Regions from separate parts of the Sus scrofa genome. Here region 1 is linked to region 2. A link is a contact called in public HiChIP or PLAC-seq data. All regions are on one chromosome and are shown on one strand. Each heading gives the region's core, a stretch centred on a gene start, on an enhancer-like site or on the middle of the called end of the contact. The rest is flanking DNA. Distances are from core to core; before and after follow the strand shown. Region 1 holds the start of NPEPL1 (aminopeptidase-like 1). Region 2 holds the start of RAB22A (RAB22A, member RAS oncogene family).

Region 1 (6,596 bases), core at 1,733-4,232, 360 kb before region 2:
TGCACATCACACCTAGGTTCCCTCACGGCATCGCCAAAGCAGGATTATTCACTCCTTTATTCCATCGCGCTTCCCTGAGCACCTACTGTGAGCCAGGCTGCACACTGGCCTCTGAACCCACAGAGGCCCCAGGCAGTCGGGTCCAGCAGAGAATCACCACACACCCTTCCGTTGAGTGCTGCAGAGGAGGAGGGGGCAGGAGGCCACACCACCCAGAGGGGACCGCGAGGTGAGACAAAGGGAAAACAGGCTGACAGGTGGCGGCCTCAGCTAGAAGCCCCTGCTGGCGTGGCCCCGTAAGTCACTGTCTCTGCGCCTCAGTCTGCTCAGCTCTAAAATGGGAAGAACAACAGACCCATCTCATCAGGCTGCTGTGAGAACGAAGCGCGCTCAGAGGAGGACCTGACGCCTGACAGGCACGCGCAAAACACCTGGAGTGGCCCCCTGGTTAGATGCGCCCTTGTAAGGCAGTGGCAGGCACTGGAGGTGACACCTGGAGGCAGCAAGGCCAGCTGGGAGGCTGCTGCCGTGGTCCAGGAGAACAGTGGGGTGCAGTGGGCAGGGCAGGATGGGTGGGAGGTAGGGGCCGAGAAGACACACCAAGCCGGTGGCCTTCGGCCCGTCCTCGGAGTGTGCGGGGGCAGTTATCATGCACAAGGCCAGGTCTCTGCCCTCTGGGGGCTCCCAACCCAGTCCGGGCACAGAGGCTAGACTCAGATATAGAGAGTGGCTGGGATGACTGTCGGCACGCTGCCTCCTGGGGGAAGAATCTGGGCGGGGGGGGGGGGGGGGAGGCAGCCGGAGTGGGGGCTGCAGGTGAGAGGACGAGCCCGCAGGGCCTGGGAAGGTGGCTGAGGGGAGGGAACCTGGCATTCGGCCCACACCTGGGCTTCTAAGTCGGATTGCCTGGCCTCAAAGGGATTATTTGGAGGCTCAGATGAGATAACACATGGAAAAGCGCACCACACGGGGTCACGGGATGTACGCGGCGAGGAGCATTATGGGTAGTGAGCCGCGAAGGGCCTGGCGCTGGGCAGGTGCTCGATGAACACCGGCTGGGCAGAGCTGAGTCCTGAGCACGAGCCCGCCCTGGGGGCTGTGCAAAGGCCCTGGGCCGGTCCTCCCGGCAGGGGGAGGGGCGCTCTGCCCAGGCCTGGGGGTGAGGACACGGTCTGAACTCCCAGACACCCACTTGCAAGGTGGACACCTCCACCGGCCCGTTGTCCTGTCCCACCAGGAAGAACTCCACCACGACGGTCTTCTTCTCTGGGCGCCGAGCAGCCCCCGAGCGGTGGGTGAAGAGCGGGAACGCTCGGGCCAGGGCGCAGGCCGAGGCGAAGGCGTCCGACCGCTCGCAGACCATCTGCAGCACAGAGAGCAGAGCCCTGATGAGGGGGGGACGAGGGGGCGGCCCCAGGGGCAAACCCACGGGAGCCACGACCAGGAAGCGTGGGGGCCCCACAGCTGGGTCAGAGGCCAGCATGGAAACGATCTGGACAGAGGTGCCCCAGCCAGGCCGCCATCCCAGGGGCCGTCCCCACGGCCACTGTCCCACGATGTAGGAAAGACAATGTCAGCGGCCAGATGTGGCCGACCGCCTCCCGAGACAGGAGAGCAGCACGTGTGCAAGGCCGCACAGCAGACGTGGGCTCGGGAAATCCAGGCCCAAGGCTCAGAGCTGCTACCCAAGCTGCTCTGGGGGGGAAGGGTTACTGCTGGGACCGCAGTTTCCCCATCTGCAAAGCAGGGGGGACGGTGTGCGGCCGTGGCTGCATCGTCCACCTCTGAGATACTGTCGGCCGGAGCACTGGGGACCTGAGGGCTGAGCCTCGGGCCACCTTCAGCAGCAGGGGCTGGGTGGGCCCGCCTCTCTCAGAAGCACTCACCAGGATGCACCGATGGGTCCCCGGCGGCAGGCAGGTCCGCACTAGTCGGGTGATGAAGTGCGCGGCCGAGGGGCTGTTGTGGCGGCTCACCCGGGAGGGCAGGGCGGCCACGGTGGCGCAGTTCAGGTACAGGGGACAGCTGTCGGTGGGGTTGGGGTTGAGCGTGCTCAGAGCGGCCTGCCAGAGCTGCACCAGAGGGGGAGAGACAGACAGACAAGCCTTCCAACAGCCGCCTGCCAGGGCCCCGCCTGGTGGCCTGCGGAGCCTGCTAAGCTAGAGGGGCAGTTCGCAGCCTCCCCGCCGCACCCCCATCTGTAATTCAGATGTGTCACAGCTCGCTAGTGATAAGCGTGCGTGTGTGTGTGTGTGTGTGTGTGTGTGCTGGCGCACGTCCACCCTCGTGGGACTAAGCAGGGGGAACTTCAAAGGCCACTTTGGGGGCTGCTTTGCTACAAACGACCAGCTCGGGGGCCACTGCCACGAGGGCTCTGGAAGGCAGGTGTCAGGGCCCCTCGCAGGGCCGGGGCACAGCCCCTCGAGGGCAGGGCCCTGAGCCGGGTCACAGCTGCCAGCCCTGCCCACGAGCCTGCGGCCGGGTGGGTGCGGGGCGCGGTGGCGCTCGCCGCGGGGCCGCTGGACGGGAGCCCGCTCTTCTGGTTCTCGGGAGGCGGGCGGCCCGGGCCTCGCCGGCCGGCCTGGCCTGGCCTGGCGCACCGGGCGGCGGGCCCGGGGGCGCCGGGCGGGCCGAGGCGGGGCCTCCGCGGCCTCCCCGCCGGCCCGGCCCCCTGCCCGGCCTCCGCCGGCCGGCGGGGCGGCGCATGGCGGCCGGCGCGGCCCGCTCACCTCCTCGGTGACCCGGGGCTGCAGCTTCCCGCGGACGTGGCTCCAGGGCACGCGGTGCAGGTGGTGCAGCTGCCCCAGCAGCAGCAGCGGCCGGCTCTGCGGGTCCGCGTCCCCGGCGCTCGCCTGGAACTGCAGCCCCACGTTCGCCATCTTCGCCGGCCCGCGCCCCCCGCCCCGGCCGCCGCGCCCGCTCCGCTCGGGCTCCCGCTCCGGCCGGGCCTCGGCGCCGCCCCGGCCCTGCCCGGCCGCCGGCCCCGCCTCCCCCGCCGCTCCGGGCCGCTCGCGAGACGTGCAGGGCCCGCCCGGGGCGCGAGGGGGCGCCGGGTCGGCGGGGCGGAGGGCAGGGCCGGGCCGGGCCGCGCCGGACCTGCAGGCCTGACCCCGGGCAGGCCCCGGCGCCGCCAGGCCCCGGACCGCGGCAGGCCCCACCCCGAGCCGGCCGTGACCCCTGGGGCAGCCCCTGGGTGGGGCCCACCCGGCCCACCCTCCCGGGGAGGAAACGCGCCTCTCCGGAAGCCCTTCCCGGAAGGGGCCCCGGCCCCAGCGGGCCGCCGGCAGACCCCGGGGGCCCGGGCCTCAAGTTCGGCCCAGCGGTGTCCACCGGACCGGAGTCCGGATGAGCCCCGCCAGCCCAGCGGGGGAGAGGCAGGCCCCCCGGCGTCTGCGAGCAGCCAGCGGGGGTGCAGGGGCACCCTCCCTGACCGGGCCGCCCCCACCACACTCGCCACACCAGCAGGTTTGTGGCTCGGTGATTCTCGGATTGGGGTCAGCTCCCAAGTTGTACCGGCCACTCTAGCGCGCTAGGCAGTGTCAACACCCCTTCGTCCTGGAGTCAGGGGTTCCTTAGTGTCAGTGGGGACCCCTGCTATCTGCCAGGCGCTGCCTTGGGTGTGAAAAGGGCATCATCGGGGGCTGGTTTGCGCCCAGGTTGCTGCTCCTGGGAGGGCAGGTTATAAGTCCAGGCCGCCCGAGCCAGCGGGGGGCCTTGTCCAGGCCATCCCTTTGCAGGAAGCTGAGCCTGCACCCTCCCACCCTGCTTAGGGAGAGGAAAGGGGGTGAGGGGGCACCGGTGGTTTACAGGGCCCTCACTGAGGGGGTAAGGCTAGCAGAGGGTCCCCTGGGTCACGGCAGGGGGCGCCTGGTGGGTGGTGGGTGTGCCTGGCGTCCACTGCAGCTCACATCAGAGGTTCAGGGAGTGGTGAGCCAGCTGAGGAAGCTCTACCAGGAGTCATTTAAAAATAAAAACCTGTTACCCCATCCTGTCCACATCCTGATTGCTCAAGGGCCTTTGGCTGGCACCCCTCTCTGCTAATTCCAGCTAGTTCCACGCACCCATCTTCTGATATGCTGAATTTCCTCTTCATTATCAACCTGAAAAAAACAGCAAAGCCAAAGGAAAAAAAACAAAAACAAAAAACAGCAAAGCCAGCTCCTTAGTTTGGCAGCTGGGGCTGCGACCACTGGCCTCCCAGCGTGTCCCCTGACCCCCTGACTTGCCACACTCTCACCTTCCCTGTCCTCTCCCTCTGCACCTGCCCCTCAGCTTGGAGCCGTGGTCCCTGGCACGGGGCAGACAGCCCAAAGCATCCCACAGACCAGGGCTTCTGCCTTCTGAAGGTGGGTCATTTTTTTCTGCCTTTTTTTTCAGGGCCTGGCACAGCACAGGCGCTCTCCGGGGGGGGGGGGGAAAAAAAGTAGTTTTTGACTGAGTGAAAAGAATTCCTTCGAAAACCCTCAGCTTTCCCCGACACAAAAGTCGGCGCTAATTGGATCTTATTTTCCTCAAAAGATTTTACAGCAGCTGAATGTTTTCACACATTTGTAAAGGGTACAAAGGGCCTGTCTGGAGATCTATCATGTTTTTTTTCTCTGTTTGCAAATATGCCACAGACAGGCACAGGGCACGCAGCAGGGCCTGACGGGGCAAGCAGGGCTTCCCAAGCTGGCAGGACAGGTGCAGGCGCTCAGGTGGGAGAACCCAGAGGAAGGCACAGACCCAGAGTATCCCCGGAGCCCCGATGCCAGCGTGGAAGAGCAGCGGGTTCCCAGGCACTGGGAAGAGGGGTGGTGATGGACGGGGGGCGTCTTTGCCTCCGGCCACGGTCTTTTGCACACTGACCACATTTTAGGAAGCCAGACCTGGCAGTTTGTATACCGGGCATTGCCGAGGGAGAGGAAGTGTTGGTAGAGCAGAGAGACCAGTTTTGGAGAGTCTATCCTTTGTAGGATTTTTCCATATTTAAGGACAGGCGGCGTGAGGCTGATGGCCCCAAGAGAAGGGGAACAACCTCCGACCAACGTTTACTGAACACTTATCCACACACGGCAGGAGAAGCAGATACTCCCGATTCTGGTTTTAAGCCACCCCTGAATCGAAGAAATCCAAACTCAACAGAACGCTAAGGAATTATCCCCCTTCGCATGCCTGCCAGTTTCCTCAAGAGGCCGCTGGTGACAGATACAACTCACATCCCAGGAACGCACGCTCCCCTTTTCATGGCAGACTTTGCAGCCCTCGACACAAATAAGACAGGTCCCGCTTTGTTTAGATGCATTTTTATGACGGTATTAATCCACCACTGAGTAGATATTTCACTGTCCATGAAAAAGTCACCTCAATTGAACTTCCTTTAAAAAAGTGAAAATTTAAAACAACTTACCAGCTCTTTAATGCAACCCAAGAAGTAACTGATGTTTTTGAGGACTTGAAAGGCATTCCAAACTCGGCTGGGTCTTCGGACTTGGTTTAGGAGTTGAGGACAAGACTTAAAAAGTTCTGGAAGAAATCAGAATAAAGTTCCCAGGACGTGTTAGGAAGGTTTTCTGGGTACAAATCTCATTCTAGAAATAGAACATATTTCTCAAGTCACGCCGTGGAAGACGGCTCTCGGTGTATCAAACATGCGTGTTTGTGTGCGTCTCCGGCCAGAGCTCACCCCTGCAAAATCAGAACACAGGACTATCAGTGCTTTAGAGCTGCAGGCCGGCTCCAGCTTCGGGGTTGCAACGGGGCGTGCGTGTTTGCACGTGGGGTAAAGAACAAACAGGGCAGTAACCCCAAGCAAGCCTGAGTTTGGATGAGATGCTTGAGCAGGGCCTCGGGGGCAGGTGTGCCAGCCAGTGTGATTCCTGACAAAGTGAACCACTGCCACGAGTACGGATGGGCCCGGGCCATTCTGGAACCGCCAGAGCTCCCGAACAGGGTGCGGGAGACGTACGCTCAGGGGCTCTGGACGCCAGTGGACAGGCCTCATCAGGGCCAACGCGAGATAAAGGCAGGGCTCCTTCCTGGCTGACAGTGACCTGTCGCTTCCCGTGCCCAGAGGAAGTGGAGGAAGAGGGCCCGGCCCCCATGACCCCCGTCCATGGAGCAGCTGGCCTCGAAAGGAGCCCCCGCCCCAGGAAGACAGCGGGGCCGGGGGGTGGGGGGGAGACAGGTGCACGACCTCCCTCCCTGAAGGCTGCCTGGGTCCAGCTCGTCTCGTCCTCCGTCACTACACGGGATGTCGGGGAACCCCTCGCCCCCGACCCGGTGAGGTTTTCGTCAGCAATGCGTTAGGCAGCAGCTCAGAAGATCTGCACGAGACATTCCCCCAAAGGATGGGAAATTAACTAATCGCCATAAAAATCACATTTCCCTAAACACGCTGCAAAATGCACGAACCTACGGAAAAGTTGAAAAACCAGGGCAAAGAGCCCTCGTCTGCCCTTCGCCTAGGTTCATACGTGGGGTATGTGTGCCTATGTCGGTGCATTCGTGGGTTTTTTCCTGCATACACGTACCCTGAATGCCCTTGTGGGCGTCTCTCAGGAACAGCAGCACCAGCCCACGTGATGGCAACGGCCACAGAAATTTAACGTCGAAGC
Region 2 (7,118 bases), core at 2,812-5,311:
CCTCCACCACCGCCGCCAGCAAGGGGACTGAACTTGTCTCTAAAGATGCTGCGACAACAGCAACGGGGCTGCCAGTGGGAGAGGAGGTGGCAGGGCAACAGGTGACGAAGCCGGCGCACAGTCCAGGAAAGATGGGGCCGCGCTGCTGCACTGGGAGCAGGCCGCTGGTCCCGGCGCTTGCACAGAACTAGCAAGAACGAGGCCGGGATGGGACTGGCGGGTGGAGGGGTGTGATAACCAACAAGATCTGATCACGGTGCTACCACCAACCACCCATACTTCCTGTGCACATCCGTGCGCTACCAAATTCTCTCACCCACCCCAGGAGGCACGGCCAAGGCCTCCCCACCCCCACCAAGAGGCCCTGACTGAAGTCCAGGCAGGATGGGGCCTCAGGGCTGAGCCTCGCCCCATACGACACATCTGGCTCATCAGGGAAGCCTGCAAGTATGGGAGGAGTGAGGGATTTAGGGCTGGAGGGACAGACACCAAGTTCTCCAGCAGATGATGTCCAACTCACGGGCTGGACACACGGGCCTGGGAGCGCGGACGGGATGTCGTGACGTCGGAGGCTCCGCTGATGTCTGGGGCCTGGCCCTGCTGCCTTCCCCGGGCTCCTGGCCATCCCTGCAACGTGTCCCCAGCCTCACAGCTCGTGCTGTCCCCATGCCACTCGCCACCCTCGACCACACTAAGCAGTTACTGTTCACTCTTCAAAAACTTTTTTCTGAGAGATAATCCACTTGTCTGTCAAGAATTCAACATCGGGGCTGCCAAGCGCCTCATACCTTCACTGTTTCCCCAGAACCGGCCACTCCCTTAGGCCGCGGGCGGCCCGGAGTACAGGCTCTCTCGGGCGCTGCATCCTCCTCTGGGCACAGAAAGCGGCCACGCAGACCACTCCCTGCACCTCATCTAGAGACTATTCCAGGTGGGATGCACGAGGGCAGGAGGGGTCGGCAAACGTTTTCTGAAAAAGTCCAGACGGTAAATACTCTCCACTTTGAGGGTCTCAGGGTCTCGGTCACAACTATTCAACTCTGCTCCTGCAGCCGGAAAGCAGCGGACACAACACGTAAAGGAACAGGTGTGACTGTGTTTCGGTAACGCTTTCTCTAAAAACAGGAGGTGGCCAGAGGGTCACGGTGTGGACCCCTGATCTGAATCACTAGCACCCAGTTCAGCATCTGGCACCCAGTGGGCACTCAATGAGCGGACAAATAAATGAGCCTGTGGCTTTGGCAATGAGATGGAGCGAGGTACCGAGGGCAGGAGGTTTGAGGGGACGGTAGGGGTGGGACAGCGACCATGGTGGTTGAGGAGAAGCAGCAGTTGAGGAAGCAGTAACTTCTCTTTCTCGAGTCCCGTGGTTTGCACGGCAGGTGTGGGGAATGGCCCTGCCCTGGCGGCGCCTGCAGAGTGGGGGCGCCTCTGCAGGCCCCCACACGGAGGCAGAGCGGCGGAAGAAAGGGGAGACGGGAGGAAGGGGGGCTCCGGAGCTCAGGTGTGTGGGGGGTGGTCATGAAGGAGGAAGACACCTGCCGAGGAGAAGGAAGGGGGAGGGGATGAGTGGAAAGCCTCGTATCTGTCTCTTCTGCGGGTGTGAGCCTAGACCACCCAGTGCAGAGAGTGGGACTCCAGGAGGTTAAAGACCCCAGCACCTGTCGGACTAGGGGGGCTGGCAGACAGGGAAGCGGGGATGCCCAGGACCGCGCCCCAGGCCTCCGCATGACTGCCAGAGCTAGACCCTCCGTCTCCCCTCTTCTCGTCTGAGAGCGCACTTCCACCCAAGCCAGCCTTGGGGTGGTCAGCGCTGACGTGGGGTGAGGTGCGTCATTCTCTGAGTCGCCAGCTCTCCCTGCTCTCACTTCCTGTCCATTCGCTTTCCCAGGCAGGTAGTGACACGCAGGCCCTGAGGAGGATGAGTTCACACCTTAAGCGTGTGGACAGACGCAGTTCTCTCTTGAAGGGTCCTGGAAGGCATTTTCACCTCGCAAAGTGAGTGGCTGCGGCACCGTCACGCCTTCGGATGCGTGTGGATGTGCTGTAACATAGCTCCCAATTGGGCGGAACACAATTTCTTTAAATGGGAGAAACTATGTGATCAGGGGTTTGCAGAGCAGCTACTTAGTTTTACCAGCAATAACAAAATACTAAAATCCATGAAACAAAACTTCTCAAGAGAAAGAGTTAATATCACATTTAAACACTCGGGAAAGTTTTCGCAAAGTCAAAAAGCCTATAGCCAATTTCGCTTATTCTAAGAACCAGATACCTGAAAAAAACCCTTACGGTTTGACATTAATTTATCAATTCATCATTACTCCTAGTGCAGGAAGGTGTGAGAAAGGTTCAGAAAGACCATAAACTACTTTTCAGAAAGAACTAAAGCCACCTAAAATTTCTTTCAGTTGACATGCTGGAAAAAAATTATTAGGACCTGTTTTCTTCTGCCTTATTTCAAGATGTAATTGGTGTTATAGTCACAGGCTGAAGGCATTATGTGTATTCTAAAACAAACTTAAACTCATGTTTCCATTTTGAAGTTTTCACGAAATCAAAAGCCAATTTTTCTAAAACCCAGCAATCTGTGAGGGTTTTAAGCCCTTCCTGAGACAAAAGGAACCACTGCCTCGAAATTTACTAGAGTTTAAAATGAGGATGCCGCCCCCTGTGACACATTTTTAATGAGAAAGGACTTTCAATACACCTTTACATGTATATTCAATAAGCTCCATCTCTTACCCTATTGTTGGGTTGATGTTGGGATCAAAGCTGTCTTCCACAAACCGCCACACAATGCTGGATTTACCCACACCTGTATCCTGAAAGAGAATGAGACAGGTGAATCAGAAAAGGTTTACCTGCTTGAAGACACTGAAAACGATCTTGTGCCAAGAGCTGAGGACTTTAGAAAAATCATCCTGAATTTTAGAAGTTAAGGGACACCAAGGAAGTCTTTATAAACATTCAGTGGAGTACTTCGGAGATTTCAAAACGGATTGTAGGAGAGGGGTTTTGAGCTTTTAAGAGACACGAGAACCTTCTGAAAGACCCAAAGTCTCTGCTTAGTGTGAAAAGTGACAAACTCACTTGCTTTCTGACCTGTATAACTCACTCTGAACTCTTGAATTACTTCTGAGTAATCCCTGATATATCCCAGCCCCACCCAATCTGGGAAAGAGGAAAACCAATGGAAATCTTTATCAGTCTTTCAAGCAGCAACTCAGGAGAGCATCAACCTCAGATATGCTCCCAAACAGCAAAGGTGCCTTGACAAGACAGGAAACTTAAGCTGCAAACTAATTTTGGGGCCTCCTGATTTGAATGTCTCCCCCCGCTCCACGAAAAGTAACTCTTCCTGAAGTGTCAGGGGTATCCCACAAGTTCAAAAGACCAAGCTTTGTAAAACCTAAAGGCCTGTTATGGGTTTTACTTTGCAAGACTGGGCCAACTCCTAACTAGTACATGGGTAGGAAACTATTCAAGAGCTGCTCTTAACCTAGATGCAAGGGGAGGCAGGGAGGGCTCTTCATCCTCTGGGGGGCAGGACGACTCCTAGGGCTCCAGACAAGGCGGAAGGTCCCCCGGCCCAGCAAAACCTTCAGGAGGGAGCGGCCCGGTGGGCTGGACGGCCCGGGGGCTGGAGGGTGGGTCCCGGGGCAGGTAGGCGGCGTCCGGCGCGGAGGTTGGGGGAAGGGGCGGGGGGATGTGGGCACGCCCGGGTCCCCGGCCCGCCCGGCCTCCCGCGGCCCTCCTGGCCAGCCGGTCACCACTCACCCCCAGCAGACACACTTTGAGCTCCCTCAGCGCCATGGCCCGGGAGCAAGGGGCGCGGGCCCGCCGCCGCCCTAAGTTGAGGAGGGAGAGGCCCGGCCCAGCACGAGCATCCCCCGGCGCCGCCGCCGCACGGCCTAGCCCCGGCTGCGGGGCGCGTCTAGGCGGCGGCCGCCCGTTCGCCGGCCCTCGGCCCGGCCCGTCCGTCGCCAGCCGCGCGGGGCCCTCCTCAGCAGCCGGGACGGTGCGGCGGGCTCCCGGGCGCCTCCGCTGCCGCCATCTTGGGACGCCAGCCGGGTCACCTGACCTCCCCGCCCACCTCGGCAGCCACCTTCGCCGAGAGGGCGGGGCCGGCCGGCGCCGCGAGGCTGGCGGGGAGGCCCGGGCCCGGGGGCGGGGCCCGAGGCCAGATTCCCCGCCCCTCTCCCGCCGGCCCCGCCCCCTCCCGCCGGCCCCGCCCCCGGGCCCATCCCAAGATGGCGGGTGAGTGGGGCCGGGCTCTTGGGGCGCCCCCTCCCCTCTAGCCGTGATCGCCCCGCGAGGCCGGGGGAGCCCTATCCCGGCCCCGAGCCTGCCTGCCGCAGCCCCCTCGTAACTTCTTGTGTGTCTCTTGGTTTTCAGAAATTCCCCCGGTACTTTGTGGACTTGCCGGATGACTTAGACGATTGTAAGTAACAGTTGGGGCGTCCCCGCCCCTGCCCGGGAACCTCTCACAGAATTCGGGGTGCACTGAACTTGGGGGTGGGACCTACAAACTAGGCTCGGCGCGTTGGGAGCAGAAGAGCGGGACCCCAACTGTCTAGACCACTTGTGGCGGTCCCTCCTCTCTGCGCGGGGCGGCCGAAGATGCGGAGCCCCCTCCCCGCCACCGGGAGGATTTTTGTTGTTGGGACACTTCTGACTTCCTGTCACTTTCTTCCTCCTCCTCCTCCTCGTGCCCCTGCGGCGGCCCTGCGGGGACCGGCGTCCAGAGTCCCGGAGGTGCTGGGCGGGAGGAGGCGTGGCCGCCGTGGGCGTGGGGGAGCGACCCCCCGGGTCTCCGCTTTGCCCTCCCTGGGCACTTCCCCGAGGGCGGGCAGTTGGGAGGCCCGGCTCTCCGGTGGCCGCCGCGGAGTTCTCACGCGTCCTGGCCGCAAGCTCACCTCCGCCTCGTCCAGGGAGCCCCTTGTCGCCCGCCTTTCTCCAGGGGTCTCCTTCTCCTGTCACGTCGTACCCTGTCCTTTAACATCGCTTTAAGGGCAGATGGCTGGGGAAGGTTTTCCTGGACTTGCAAGTTCCTAATTGTGGTGAATGAAGCTTTGCTTTTCCATTCAACAAACATTTCTTGAGCACCTGCTGGTTCTGGGCTGGGCCAGCCCGGCACCCACAAAGATGAACCATTCACCAGGCTGACTCTCAGGGACTCAGGGTCCGGGGAGAGACTTGTAAACAGATAATTACCACGTGGGGGATGCCTGCTGGTGAAGGAGGTCGTACATCATCACGGTGGTCAATATTAATGGGGGGGGGGGCTACTGGGCTCTTCCTTTCCCCACCTGCACGTTTCAGAATAGTAAGAACTGGTGTTTACTGAAAACACCATAGGTCAGGCACAGTTTAAACCCTTTACACACATTGTCTCTCTTATTTTTATTTTATTTTACTTTATTTATCTTTTTGGTCTTTGTCTTTTTAGGGCTGCACCTGCAGCATATGGAGGTTCCCAGGCTAGCCCACAGGAACTCGGGGTCCGAGCTGCATCTGTGACCTACACCACAGCTCATGGCAACACCAGATCCTTAACCCACTGAGTGAGGCCAGGGATTGAACCCGTGTCCTCATGGATGCGAGTCGGGTTCTCTGACCGCTGAGCCACGAAGGAGACTCCACACATTGTCTTTTTTAGAAGGAGGCAATTTTATTGAAGCAGAATGACACTTGAAGGGGCCAGCAATTAGGAGTGTGGGTTCTGGAATCAGCTGGCCAGTCTTTACTGGCTGTGTGATCCTGGCCAAGTCACTGTACCACTCTGAGCCTGACTGGCCTCATCTGCAAAATGGGCATCTCAGAAGGCTTTCATGAAGATTAAGTAATAAAAGCTTGAGCATGAAGCCTTGTGCGTAAGAAACACTAGTAAGCAGTAGCTTCCGTTATTGTTATTTCTGTCATCGTTATTCATGATTATTTAACACAGTTGAGCGCAGTACAGTGTAGGCCCTGAGTTTGCAGAGCTGAATGTTTCAGCCAGTGGGTGGGAATGCAGCATTTCTCTTGATAGACAGCAGTAAGCTGCTGTCAGGGTATCTCTCATTCATGGATTTGTTATTTGGCCTGCCTGGAAAAGCTGATTTCTGGCTATTTCAGTTATTTAATAAACCACCCTGGAACTTGGCAGCTGAAGTCAGCGTTTTGCTATTTCTGACAATTCTGTGCATTGCTGGGAGATACGGAAGCTTCATGGGTTCTCACTGAACTTTGGGCCGATGACAAGGTCCCGAATGGCTTTTCTCGCATGGCTGTTGGCCAGGAAATGTGCTGGGACCGTGCAGGTCAGGGCCTCAGTTCTTCTCCAGGTGCTTCTTCCACTTGACTATAGCGTGGGCTCCCACAGTGTGGGGGCTGCGGGCATGAGGCCTCTTTCCTGGTAGCTAGCTTCCTTTCATCTTTTTTGTATATGTGCACAGAAACGAAGTAAGGCATTATATAGGAAAAAGTAATTCTGATTTTACTTTGGCCTTTTTTGTACAAATATTGGGTGTTGGTAATGAAAAGTGCCGTAAATAGTGTTTAGCAGACAGCTGAAGACTTGTCCTGACAAGGACACCAACGTTATGTCTCTGAACATATCCACGCCACGGGCAAGGCAGCTCTGGGAGCCTCCTGGGGCAGCTCTGGGAGCCTTTGTGAGCAGGGGTGTGGGCCTTAGGGTGCCGTACCTCTGACTTTACAATATAAATGATTTAATTGATAGCCATGATAGGACTCCCCCACCCCTCAACAATTTACGATGCCCTGGGTCCCACCTTTACGCTTCACAGTGGTGGTGTCTGGGAGGCCTTATCATACCGTGATTGACAGCAAGAACCCTGAGATCCTGTGACCCACCTCCTGCCTTTAGCTGCGTCAGCCCGAGCAGATCACTCACTCTGCTCACTTTCTTCCTCTGGAAAATGACATAAGAATTGGAGATGCTTCATGGGACTGATGAGGAGTAGATCGAACTGTACCCAGAAAACATTTGGGCACAGTGCTTGGCAGAGAGTGTTAGAGTCAGTGATTTTATTCTTGTTATTGTTTTAACCACCGTTGCTGTCGCTAGGCATTTGAATAAGACCATCTGGTTCAGGGTTAAGGCCTCCTAC

The links. HiChIP or PLAC-seq counts read pairs in DNA pulled down with a chosen protein or histone mark.
Region 1: an H3K27ac HiChIP or PLAC-seq map of skeletal muscle shows a contact between it and region 2, with 4 times the contacts expected there. The contact joins the promoter of NPEPL1 here to the promoter of RAB22A in region 2. A contact is called at or near these places in 2 of 2 datasets of contacts at active chromatin or transcription factors (alveolar macrophages and skeletal muscle).

What each region holds. Positions count from the first base shown.
Region 1 is chr17:58,872,070-58,878,665 of Sscrofa11.1, reverse strand. It overlaps NPEPL1 (aminopeptidase-like 1), which reads right to left and starts at 2,982. Exons shown (of 12, transcript NM_001123148.1): 1 at 2,730-2,982; 2 at 1,887-2,072; 3 at 1,193-1,363. The coding sequence starts at 2,879. It also overlaps a transcript of STX16 not described here.
Region 2 is chr17:58,511,928-58,519,045 of Sscrofa11.1, reverse strand. RAB22A (RAB22A, member RAS oncogene family) reads right to left here and starts at 4,061. Exons shown (of 7, transcript NM_001123174.1): 1 at 3,781-4,061; 2 at 2,746-2,825. The coding sequence starts at 3,816. PPP4R1L reads left to right here and starts at 4,224. Exons shown (of 13, transcript XR_002340199.1): 1 at 4,224-4,260; 2 at 4,399-4,444.